Regions from separate parts of the Drosophila melanogaster genome. Here region 1 is linked to region 2. Evidence: chromatin contacts called from public Hi-C data. All regions are on one chromosome and are shown on one strand. The core of a region is the stretch at or near the end of the contact, and the rest is flanking DNA. Distances in the headings are between cores, read along the strand shown. Region 1 holds the start of Actbeta (Activin-beta). Region 2 holds the start of dpr7 (defective proboscis extension response 7).

Region 1 (5,360 bases), core at 2,171-4,670, 830 kb after region 2:
ATTTGGATTTATTTTTATGGTTCACAAAAATCTCGAAAAGAAATAAAATCAATAATCAAATCTATTTATAGTTTCTGAAATCCAGCGCCTATGACCTCTACTGTTTTTTTTTGCAATACCGAGTTTGACTAGTATTGTACATATTTACGTCACTGGAGCGACATTTCCTTCGTTTTTACGTTAAGAACAATATATAATTTTTTTATTTTATGACAATAAAATTAGACGAGACAGGAATACCTTTCAAGACTCGTAATGTTTTAATTCAAAAATATGTACGAAATTAATCGTGTAGCAAGCAAATTTTTCCAATCCTTAAGATAAACAAATTGCAATATTAAGATAAAAACTCACCCAGACTATGAAAATTTGTTCTAGATATTTTGTATTTTTTGTTATTTACCCTTTTAAGGGGGTATGAATATCCCAGGCTTACTGCGGGTGGTCCTTGTATTAAATATTATTTACATTACTAGTGGTACAACATTTGTCAATAGATATTTAATTTAATCATTGAAAATGATTTTATTTTACTTAAAAATAGCACAAAAATCTTACAAATTAAATTTATTTTACAAAAAATTCTGCATTGCAATAGTTTTGGTACAGTACGATAACCGCTTATTTCACAACAACTCACATCTGTTTTATCTTAATAACGCCAAACTCAATGTAGTTTTTTTTAGTCTCAATAAGAATATTAAAAGATTACCCTATATTCAGTATGTAAAAAATTTTTTTGAAAACTGACCTTTATCGGTGTATATGTTGGGCTTTCCGCTTTCATGGCACAAGGTGCAGCCCTTGTGACTCTCCAAATTCGAAGCATAATAATTACTACTGCTGATCCCATTGCAATTTATAAGTTTGACTTCAAACCAGACGAGTCCAATTAGAAGCCAAATAAGATTGGCTCTATTGCGTTTAATCTTTGAACAGTTACGCATTGAACCATGAATCGCTGGCCAAGGTGCTTCAATTTCCCTCAAAGGGGACACCAGTAGGCTTCTCTCTGACTGACTAAATAGTTTACCTCCTTGTACTAAGTCATAATTAGTTCCGTAATTTGTCTCCAAAGACTGGCATTTGGCATCGCTAAAATTAAGTCTTTGCTCAAAGCCGCTCATATTATCTTGCATTAGATGATGAAGTCGCTTAGTATATCTGTGCCTGCGTCGTCTGTGATTGCGTCGGCGTCGCCTCCTTCGCTGTCGTTTACGATTGCGACTTTTACAAAGCACTCTACATAAATTGTTGGACTTTACCTGTTGGTCGTTATTTATGTCATACGATGTATACCCATAAAGCAACTTTAGCTTCGTCTCCGAAGTGCTACTGGGAGTTTCATTAGGTGTGGTAGGAACCGAGACGTGCACTGTCCTACTGCTGGCTTGGCTTCTATCTGCAACTCCAGACTGGCCAGGCACGGAAAATATGTCTAGGAGTATGCAGCTTGTCAGGAGTGTCGCTACCGCAGTAACCCACCGAGCCAGCACTAAAATAACCGCCACAAACCTTGATACTCTAAGGACTTCGAGGTCAGCAACTTTTTTACGCATTGCAGCGGGTTGTGGAAATGACTTCCGGGAGCCAAGGCTGTTGCAGCAGTTTAAGTTAAAGCAGCAACAGCACTTTACAACCACAACGCAGCATCCTTGGCGACAGCAGATGCATTGACAATTAAAGAAACACCTGCTGCCTTTGAATGGCGCCCCCGATTGCGAATGATTAGAATCGAAGGCAAATCGCATCTTTGATATATGGCAAGCGTGTAGTACAGGCACTGTCCCTTAGAAACGTGGTACAAGTATTGTCAATTTTATTTTTCTGGTAAATATTTTTTTAATCATTGCAAATCTTTTTCCTTTCCTTTCCTTTCTGTCGTTCATTTCGTCTGCCTGTTCAAAATACAAATTTTCGATTAGATAAGTGGTAAGCTAACTGGAAATTAATATGGACACTAAACAAGAGAGGAGGCTACAAATTGGCAAATAAATTAAAAACACCGGAGAAAGCTATAGTCGACTTCCCCGATGCGAAGTTTCATAATTTTTCAGGGATATTTATAAATATTGTGCAAAAAGATACGAAAAAGTTTTAAATTTGTTTGAAAATGTGGGCGTGACCGTTTCGCTCGTTTTGTGGCCAAAGTGTTTTTTATATACAAAAATTGGTTCCAACAAGGCGGTGCAACAGCACATACTTCAAGAGCATCGATGGCTGTTTTGAGGGAACACTTTCCAGAGCGCCTTATCTCAATTAGAGGCGATTTGGAATGGCCGGCACGATCTGTCCCCTTGTGATTTTTTTCTATTGGGTTTTTTGAAGTCCCGTGTTTATGTGAACCGTCCAAGAGCCCTACAAGATTTGAAAACCAACATCCAAGAAGAAATTGCCATCATAACACCTGCCATGCTAACAAGACTCACGACAAACGCCAGAAATCGGTTTACGCAATGTATGGAGAATGGGGGACGTCACCTATCAGATTTCATCTTCAAAAAATATGACATGTACGTACAATATAAAAAAAAATAAATTTTTTCCGATGCCTACAATAGTTTTCATTGAGTTCTGAAAAAGGAAATTATGCTGCCGCACCCTGTATATACTTTGTATGCTCGGCAATGCTCCCTTCTACATGGTACTTACTTTTTAACGTATATAGTATACCCTTTGATTCTACGAGTAAGGGAATATATATACGGGTATACAAATCTTAAATGATATATTCTCCGAATACTTGTTTACTTGATAATTAACCAGTAATTGAACCAGTTTGCGTTGAAACGGACGGACGGTTACGGCTCTTACTGCTAGCCATACAGATGAACATATATTCTTCGTGTGGTCGTAATTGTCTCCTTTACTGCGTTGCAAGAAACTGACTTAAATCAATATACACTTTGAAAGGGTACAACACATTAAAATTAGTCTAAACCTGACGCCGAGCTTCGGATGGCACAGTTATTATTACGCCAGAAATACTTCATACCATGCACCAACAGAAGCGGACAGACAGACTCATCCGTCCCTTCTGAAGAACTCAAGGCGACACACAGACTGTGTCCAGATGAAAAGACCTACGCCTGAATGGTGGTTACTTAGAAGCCTAGCAGCGGAAAGGGATGAAGAGGAATTAAAAGCATGCGTTCAACAAAAAAATTTGTACATATGTAAGAAGGAAGGTGGTTATGTGTATAGGCTTATGATCAGTGTATGTAACAATATGTATCACCTTTTTCTTTTTAGAAACAATAAATTTTCAACTAAGTAAATATATTTCTTCACGAGAAATATTAGGGACACTATCACATTTTCACGATTTATAAATGTATTATGCTTTTCCTTTTAGCACGGAAACAATATTTTGTATCTCCGTTGGTTGCTAAATGACATTGCATACTTTGTGAAACTAAGATGACACTTTAAGCTTTTCAAAAGCTTTCTTGAAAATAACAATATTTCAGCGTTGCCATATTTGCACCAGAAATATCTGTTGCCATTCAAATTAGAAAGAATATCGATGCTATCGATATATGCTTCCTTTCACGATTAAAAAGTCGGCAGATTCAAATGGATGAATTTCAATAACCTAAATCATTTTTAAATCGTAATCGTAACTAATAAATAAAAATGTTGTTAAGCGTAGATGGAATCGTTTACCCAAAATTCCAAATTAGCAGTCGATCTTGTGTCGATCTATGTGCGCCTAAACATTAACAGATTTATCTGTAAAACTTTACGTCCAATTCAGTTAGATTCAAATCAAGATATAAATATTAATATTATATTCATTTGCTAGTACGAATGCGAACGCAAAATTTCATCATTTTTCTGGGATATCGATATTAGGGGGAAATAAAATGGGAAAAAATTGTTATACCTGTTATTCGTGGTTTGCGGGCTTTATATTGGGCGTTTTTTGGCAAATCGATAGAAATTTACAAGACTAATAAAATTATGAAAAATATCCAATACATTTTCATAAACGTGGGAGTAGCAGTTTTGGTCGATTTTAGCGCTTTGAGTGGTCGTGGCAAAAATGTTTTTTGCAGATCGATAGAAATTTACAAGATTATTAGTCTTGTATGAAAAAGTATGTATGAGAAAATATAAAAACATTTTTCAAAAGTGTGGACGTGGCAGTTTTGTGCAGTTTGTGGGCGTTAGATGAAATTATGAAAAACTATCCACAAATTGTTCAAAAATGTGGGCGTGCCAGTTTTGTGCGCTTTGTGGGCGTTAGAGTGGTCGTGTCAACATCTGTCAACAAACTTGCGCTGCGTCTATGTCGCTTGAATCTGTATGCTGATCTCAAGCTTTTACGTTTACGTACAGTACATGAGATTTCGAGTTCATTCGGAAAGACGGACGGTCGAACAGACGGTCGGACAGACGGTCGGACGGACACACGGATACACGGACATACGGACAAGGCCAGATCGATTCGGCTATTGATCCTGATCACACTTTATATGGTTGGAAACGCTTCCTTCTGGTTGTTACATACTTTCCAAATGTGAAATTCGAGTAAGTATTCTATTATTTTGCTGATTTTAGTTATGCAAATCGATATAAGGAAAAGCCCAGCAGATAATATTTCTTTATCCTTTACTTGTTAACAAAAAAAGGGTAAACCGTACTCTCTGAAGAATATTTAACAGAAAGAACAAAGAGGATGTATACGTAACTTCACCGGAATACCTACAATTATTGGCTACATTTACTTTTTACTTCCTTCGAAACGATTGCATCAAACTAGAAATAGAATACGAATATTTTGTTGTTGGTTGTTTTCATCATATACATACATGTACATAGACATAACAAATAAATAATTTACGTTTTGATACAAGCAAAAGCCTCGTAGGAGTTACTAGAATCTGGACGGATAACTTCAATTTTTTGATATCTATAGTTTTATAGGTTTTGACTTTTATAAAGATGGACCGACGGACAAGGGGACTGACTGGCATGTATCGGTCGTCTACGTTAGTGGCACGGGTTAAAAAACTTTATCCAAGACATTGTTTTAATTGGAAGAGTATATAAACCTTAGTTTGCCGATATCATGTTATTCTGGTTTTATGTGCTATCGACTTGTTAAAGCCCCTTCTGTCTGTATGTATTAACTTTCGGCTCCCGAAAATCTCCGGAAATAACTATATGTATTATTCCGGGAAAGAGTATACCAACAAAGTAAGTAGTATAAATAAATAGTACATAACATAATATATACAGCAGTAGCATTTCCAGTACCTAGCAGCCAAAAACAACCAAAAGAAACGGCGGAAAAGCTGTCTCGGTTGGCTTGCAGACCGTGAAAAGCCACGAGCCACGATTGAAATACCGAATTT
Region 2 (5,967 bases), core at 2,053-4,552:
TTCTTACCAAATCACAGATGGTGCATGTATATTAACAGAGCAAGCCAGGGCAATAGTGCTATCCCGTTTTACATGAATTTCCGTAGATCCAAGAATTTTTGCTCGAGCCGCTTTAAAATATCACAGATAATTTTAATTTTAAGCAAGCTATAAAAGGCCTTACACTTTGTGTCGTAAAACCGCTTCTTAGTTTTAAGGTCTTGAAAGTCGTTGTCAGCTAAAATTTTATACAAAAGTAAATTTAGTATGAGTAATTAAATTAATACAACATTTTCTGGGGGTAAGCATATTTATGAACTCTTCCAGGTGAAATTAAAACCTGAATCAAACAAAAACCAGAGAATGAGACCCAAGTCGGTCCGAGAATTTTTAACATCTTTCAAGAATATCGATTGAACTTGGGAAAAAAGTTAATTTTAATTCCCTAAGGTGTGGGCGGGATAGATTTGGGCGTGTTTTATGGTTCAAAGTGGGCGTAGGTAAAATGTTTTCGGCATATCGGTAGAAATTAGCAAACCAACTGATTTGTGGGAGTTAGAGTGGGCCTGGCAGTATGTCTGTAGAATCTGTATGCTAATCTCAAACTTCTAGCTTTTATAGTTCCTTAGATCTCGACGTTCATACGGACGGAAGGACATACTCGGGTATTTATCCTGAATATAGTTGGAAACGCTTCCTTCTGTCTATTACATTAAAAGTAATGATTATAAAAACTCCTCGACTTTCATGTACCGTGCGGGTAAAGTTTTTGGTCGGTTCTTAAGTAGGAAAGCTCAACTTTCTTTATCAAGTTCTTTATCAAGAAAATGTAGATCAATTCTCAATATTTAGTTAGTTAGTTGTTAAAAAAGCTGAACGCATGTCAACTGTGAAAATTGACTGATTTTGTTGCTTTCTAACTTAAAATCGCGAATTTTCGAAAATGTGTTTAATATCAAAAGTCGGGGAATTTTTTGTAAAATTATCAAAAGAGTCAAAAGGTTCCTTTTGCTGCAGTCTTTAACCTGTTGAATTTAGATAAAATAGGTTTAAACAGTATAGATAGCATTTGAATATGCATTTCCAGCTATTTATTGCCCAATACTCTAGACTCATTACTTTACTAATTTGTGTTCAGATTTAAAATTTTTAATTGCCAAGACTTGTTGATTTCTGCCTCTTGATTTCTGTATTATTTGTTATGGTCGCTCAACGACAAAATTTAGTTTTGTATATACAGTACTCGAGTTCCACAGTTATTATTTTGTTTTTTTTTTTTTTGTTTGTTAATAAATGTTTATATATATACCTATTACTTGCAAACAAATTGCTAAATTTATTTTAGGCTCGGTATTCACTTGACACTCATATACGCCACTGTCTCTTGGCTGTGCATAATCAATTTTTAAGTCCCAATCTTCACTGCCTGGTGGATGTATTACAGAAAATCGTTGATCGCCGGTGTAAGTATAAATGTTCGTTGTAAGAATGTGAAGATCCCGCTTACGCATCCATGATACCTGAAATAATTAAAAGTATTTATAAGAAATATTAAATAGATACGCAATTTTAGGACAAGGGAAAGTTAAGTCCTCCGCTATCTGATAACCCTTTCACTATTTCAAAATGTAATCATTTATTCCTAATCCTATTTGTTTAGATATAGGCAAGCTTGCTAGAGAAACATGAGACTTAAAAGAATTTTTCACATTTTCAAATTGAGAACAGGCCTCGAAACAAGCTTGATCGATGGAAATGGAGGCAAGTTCCCACGTAGATTTGGGAGGAGAGTTGAAAAGGGCTAGCGAAAAGACAGCGCAAGCTAGCAATCCTTGGGAGAAAACTGCCTTTAAAAAATAAAACGTTTTCCTGGTGTGTCCCCAAGTTTAGTTTGAAATTTAAGGTTACTTCCCCCTCAAACAATTTTCCGTCACTAATTCGTACAGTCGTACTTTTTACCATGTGACCGAATGTGCTCTTCAAACGAATAAAAATGTTTCGATATAATCCTATGTGTAAGAATAAAAGAAAGAACCCATAATGACTTACCGTGCGATTTCCTTTATTTTTAACCCGACATCTTAATATTGCGATTTCGTCGACTACGGCCGACACATTTCTTGGGCTAATATCATCAAAGAAAGGTCGCTCCAAATTGGTTAGGTCTAAAATGAATTTGTATTTTATGTTAAACGAAAACGGATGCTAAATTATTCAAGCCGAAGCGTATATACCCTTGCAGGTATAAACTAAAAATAATTTTATATGCCCCTTATCTAGAAGCTAAACATTTTAATTTAAAGTTTCGATCTTTTTATGGACGGAAGTGTCGGTCAAGACTAAGAGCTTGCGACAACTATATATACATGCGCGAAATCTTTTGCGATAGGTCGATCATAAAGAGTGGTTACACTTGTTGGTGAAAGAGCTTGGGGCGAGACATGAAACTGTTGTCATCTTTTAGAAACCGAAGCTCCTCTCGAAGGATGTTTTGCAAAGCAAGCTTTCAGGTGGTAAAAATACTATGGGCAAAATGCAATATTAAGATTATTTTTTAGATTTAAATTTAGCATAATTTAAATACAATGGCTTTTTAAACATAATACTTTTGCGTATAATTTCACAATTGAATATTGTTAAGTACAATACGTACATACATGTATAATTTTTGTCTTCGTATTCAGGAATGCATTATATGTTTTCATTCTACACGTTGCAGAAGAAAATGGGTCCAACCAAAATTAAAAAAAAAATCCCGCAAGGGTAAAAATATATTTATCATTCTAGTGGGAAACTTTTAATTTAAAATGTATCTTACCGTTCAGGCTTAAATATGAAGTTGCACTAATGTATTGACACCATATATTTAAATTCAAGACTAAAATAATGAATGGTTTGATTTTAATTGGCGAATTATTCAAGAATGTGGCATGTTTGCCACGCGACATGTTGCTTTAATTCATTTGTCTTTCACAGATATGCATTATTTAGAGTAGAATTCCATATACCTATGTAGTTATAATAAATGTTAAGTATATAATTAAGTTAGATATTAAGCACACGCGAGAGCACGTATTGGCGCAAGATTTTTATTGAGAACAACTTTGTATCGGCATCGATTTTTTATCCTTTTAATGGACTTTCAAATAATATTCTGTTTTTCGGTATTTAGATCTGTGTTTTTAATATACATACAATTATACTTGCTGGCTTCAATTTTTATATACTTTTTTTAGTCTTTACACTTATTTCGTTGGCATCGACAATTATTATTTCAACGGTAAGCTCTAACAACCCCTAAGCAGCACGTTTTAGTGTTTCTGTGAGGACGACTTGTATACAGATTTTTAATATTCTGCAACCCTGAAAATATTCGCGCATGCCCATTGTCACATATGTACATATGTGTTATCTTACAATTTAGGATAGATTCTATATATTTATAGATTGCGTAGGTTATAATTATTTGTATGTATATATTTTTTAATTTTAACATTTTGAAGTCATATACTAAGTACTCTAGTTTCCTTTTATTGCTAAGACTCAGTAACACGGCTTAATAATATAAGCAATGGGCGGAATACAAATGGTACACATCAATTTGAGACTGAGATCAGATAAACGTGACAATAGCACCTTTACCCCTTAAATTTCGAACAAATTTGTTACTACTGACAGTTACATTCTCAAAAACGGTAATGGTAATGTAAGCATACATTGTGAATTTATCCTAAAAAAATGCATAAGTTATTATACCAGTTACTCGTAAATTTAAATGATATAGAAAAGGAAACGTTACCCGTTACTCGTAGAGTAAAAGGGTATACTAAAATCGTTACAAAGTATGTAACAGGCAGAAGGAAGCGTTTCCGGCTACATAAATTATATGATATTATTATATTATATACATTTTTATTCTTGATCAGGATCAAAAACCGAGTCGATCTAGCCTTATCCGTATGAACGCCGAAATCTCAGGAACCATAAAACCAAGAAGGTAGAGATTTAACATACAGCCCATATTTTAAAAAAATTGTTGGATGTTGTTCCAATATTTTATTATTCTTGTACATTTCTATCGATTTGCCAAAAAACTTTTAGCCCCGCCCTAAAGCCCCAAACCGGTCACGCCCACTCTACTATTATTATTAAATAGTATTAACTATTATTAATTTTTTTGTCATTTTATTCCCCAATATCTATCGATATCTCAGAAAAATGATAAAATTCCGCGTTTGCATTTACACTAGCTGAGTAACAGGTATCTGATAGTCGGGGAACTCGACTATAGCATTCTCTCTTGTTTTAGTTTTAAGTTGACTTGTTTGAAAATTAGTGTAAGTTAGTTTAGTTCACATAAAGTTCAGTTTCGCTCCCTTAAAAACTGTCACCGTCCTTGTTAACATCTAGGTGTTTCCTTTTGAAAATCAATTCTTAAATTCAAAATGTAGCTTCACACAGATAGAACTATAACTTTTCAACTAGCAGCTTGCACAGAGCATGACACATACATAAGGCCAATTATTCGCTTCGGACTAAACATCTGCAAAAGTGTATAATTTGTTTTCCTTATAGAAGGCAACACCATTTCAGGTCAAGGTATTTACATGAACCTAATGTAATGTCTCATCAGCTCTACCGCAATAGTAGTATTATTCTTAAATAACAGTACATTAATTGCAAACGAAAATACAAATTCCAATTGAATTTAGGTTTGTCCGGTATAAGCACGACAATTGGGATAACAAGGTATTATGAAATTGTATACATATGTTTTTGTACAAATCTTGTTTGTAAATATAAACTTAAAAAGTAAGAAAAGTAAAGAGTTTGTTTTCAGAACGTGTATATGTATGCACATTAGTCGATCACAAGCGGGATGCTCTTGTACCATAAATACATTCAAAAATAATATCTCGTGAACTTCGAAATATTTTTATGTTTTTTTTTCTGAAAATAATGTTCTCTTATTATGTACACGCTATCTCGCCAGGCATTTTGTGCTATTTTTCGAGGTTTAACAGTGTCTAAATAGAAAATAAATAGTATCAATAATATGACATATAAAAATTAAATAACAAATAAATAATCGTAAACCTCAAGGTGTCATAGTTACTATTTGTTGATAAAATTATACAGAAGTACTGGTTATTCCAGAATTTCAATATAAATATTGTGTGCTTTGAAATATAAATAAAGTCACTCACATGTGTAGATACCAATTCTATTGTACATATACGAAATCTCTCCTGAGAAAATCAAATATATGTACGCATTTATAAATAAATTGGTGTTTTTACCTAGTATATTACTTTGCAACTCTTCGTATAATTGTTAACCTGCCTTTTGAAAATATCGTTGTGAAAATATGCTATGTGCTGATGCGGTGACAATTACTATGAATCCAAATTAGTGTAAAACTTAAACATATGTACTAAAAACACCACTATTATGATAAAATCGCAATAAAAAAAGACCTGTTGACCTTTAATCTCTGCGTCAGCGTAAAATATGGAATTTCCAAAAGAAAACGAAGAATCTGTGAACTGTTTGAGGAGCCCCATGGCGGCCGTTAAAAAAAGGTCGGGGCCGTTAGATATAGCACTTGACGAGGCTAACGACGTATCGAAAATATGGTCGTTGCCATTAGGAAATGCCTCCAGCATGCGTAAGCCAATGATTTTTGCGAGTGAGCACTCCGAAGGAGTGGCTTCTCCAAATAAAGTGCGTCGTCGCAGCACAAAAGACAAGGAAAAAAAGCGAGAGCGCTGGCTTCTAACTCGAAAAACCTGGAGATATATGACAGATGCAGGCCGTAAGCTAATTCCTGATGGATACCAAACAGGGTCAGGTAATCATGACCTAATTGAAGATCAATTTCAACGGGTGTGTTTATCTGAACCAAGTTTTATTTTATGGAGTCGCAGAACATCATACCCAGGAGCATTCAGCTGTTCTAAGCGGAGATTAAAACCATTGTTGAGGCAT

The links. Hi-C and Micro-C count contacts between places; a contact is called where the count stands out from the background.
Region 1: a Hi-C map of the Kc167 cell line shows a contact between it and region 2, with 1.6 times the contacts expected there. The contact joins the promoter of Actbeta here to the promoter of dpr7 in region 2. A contact is called at or near these places in 17 of 107 Hi-C or Micro-C datasets (the Kc167 cell line, the OSC cell line, the Ras3 cell line and 9 more).

Annotation. Positions count from the first base shown.
Region 1 is chr4:1,081,376-1,086,735 of dm6, forward strand. It overlaps Actbeta (Activin-beta), which reads right to left and starts at 3,421. Exons shown (of 6, transcript NM_143685.3): 1 at 3,239-3,421; 2 at 752-1,898. The coding sequence starts at 1,751.
Region 2 is chr4:250,027-255,993 of dm6, forward strand. It overlaps dpr7 (defective proboscis extension response 7), which reads right to left and starts at 3,303. Exons shown (of 9, transcript NM_001103381.3): 1 at 2,798-3,303; 2 at 2,633-2,685; 3 at 2,029-2,144; 4 at 1,289-1,499; 5 at 164-217; 6 at 8-110. The coding sequence starts at 2,684. It overlaps RhoGAP102A (Rho GTPase activating protein at 102A), which reads left to right and starts at 4,971. Exons shown (of 12, transcript NM_001258487.3): 1 at 4,971-5,967. The coding sequence starts at 5,491.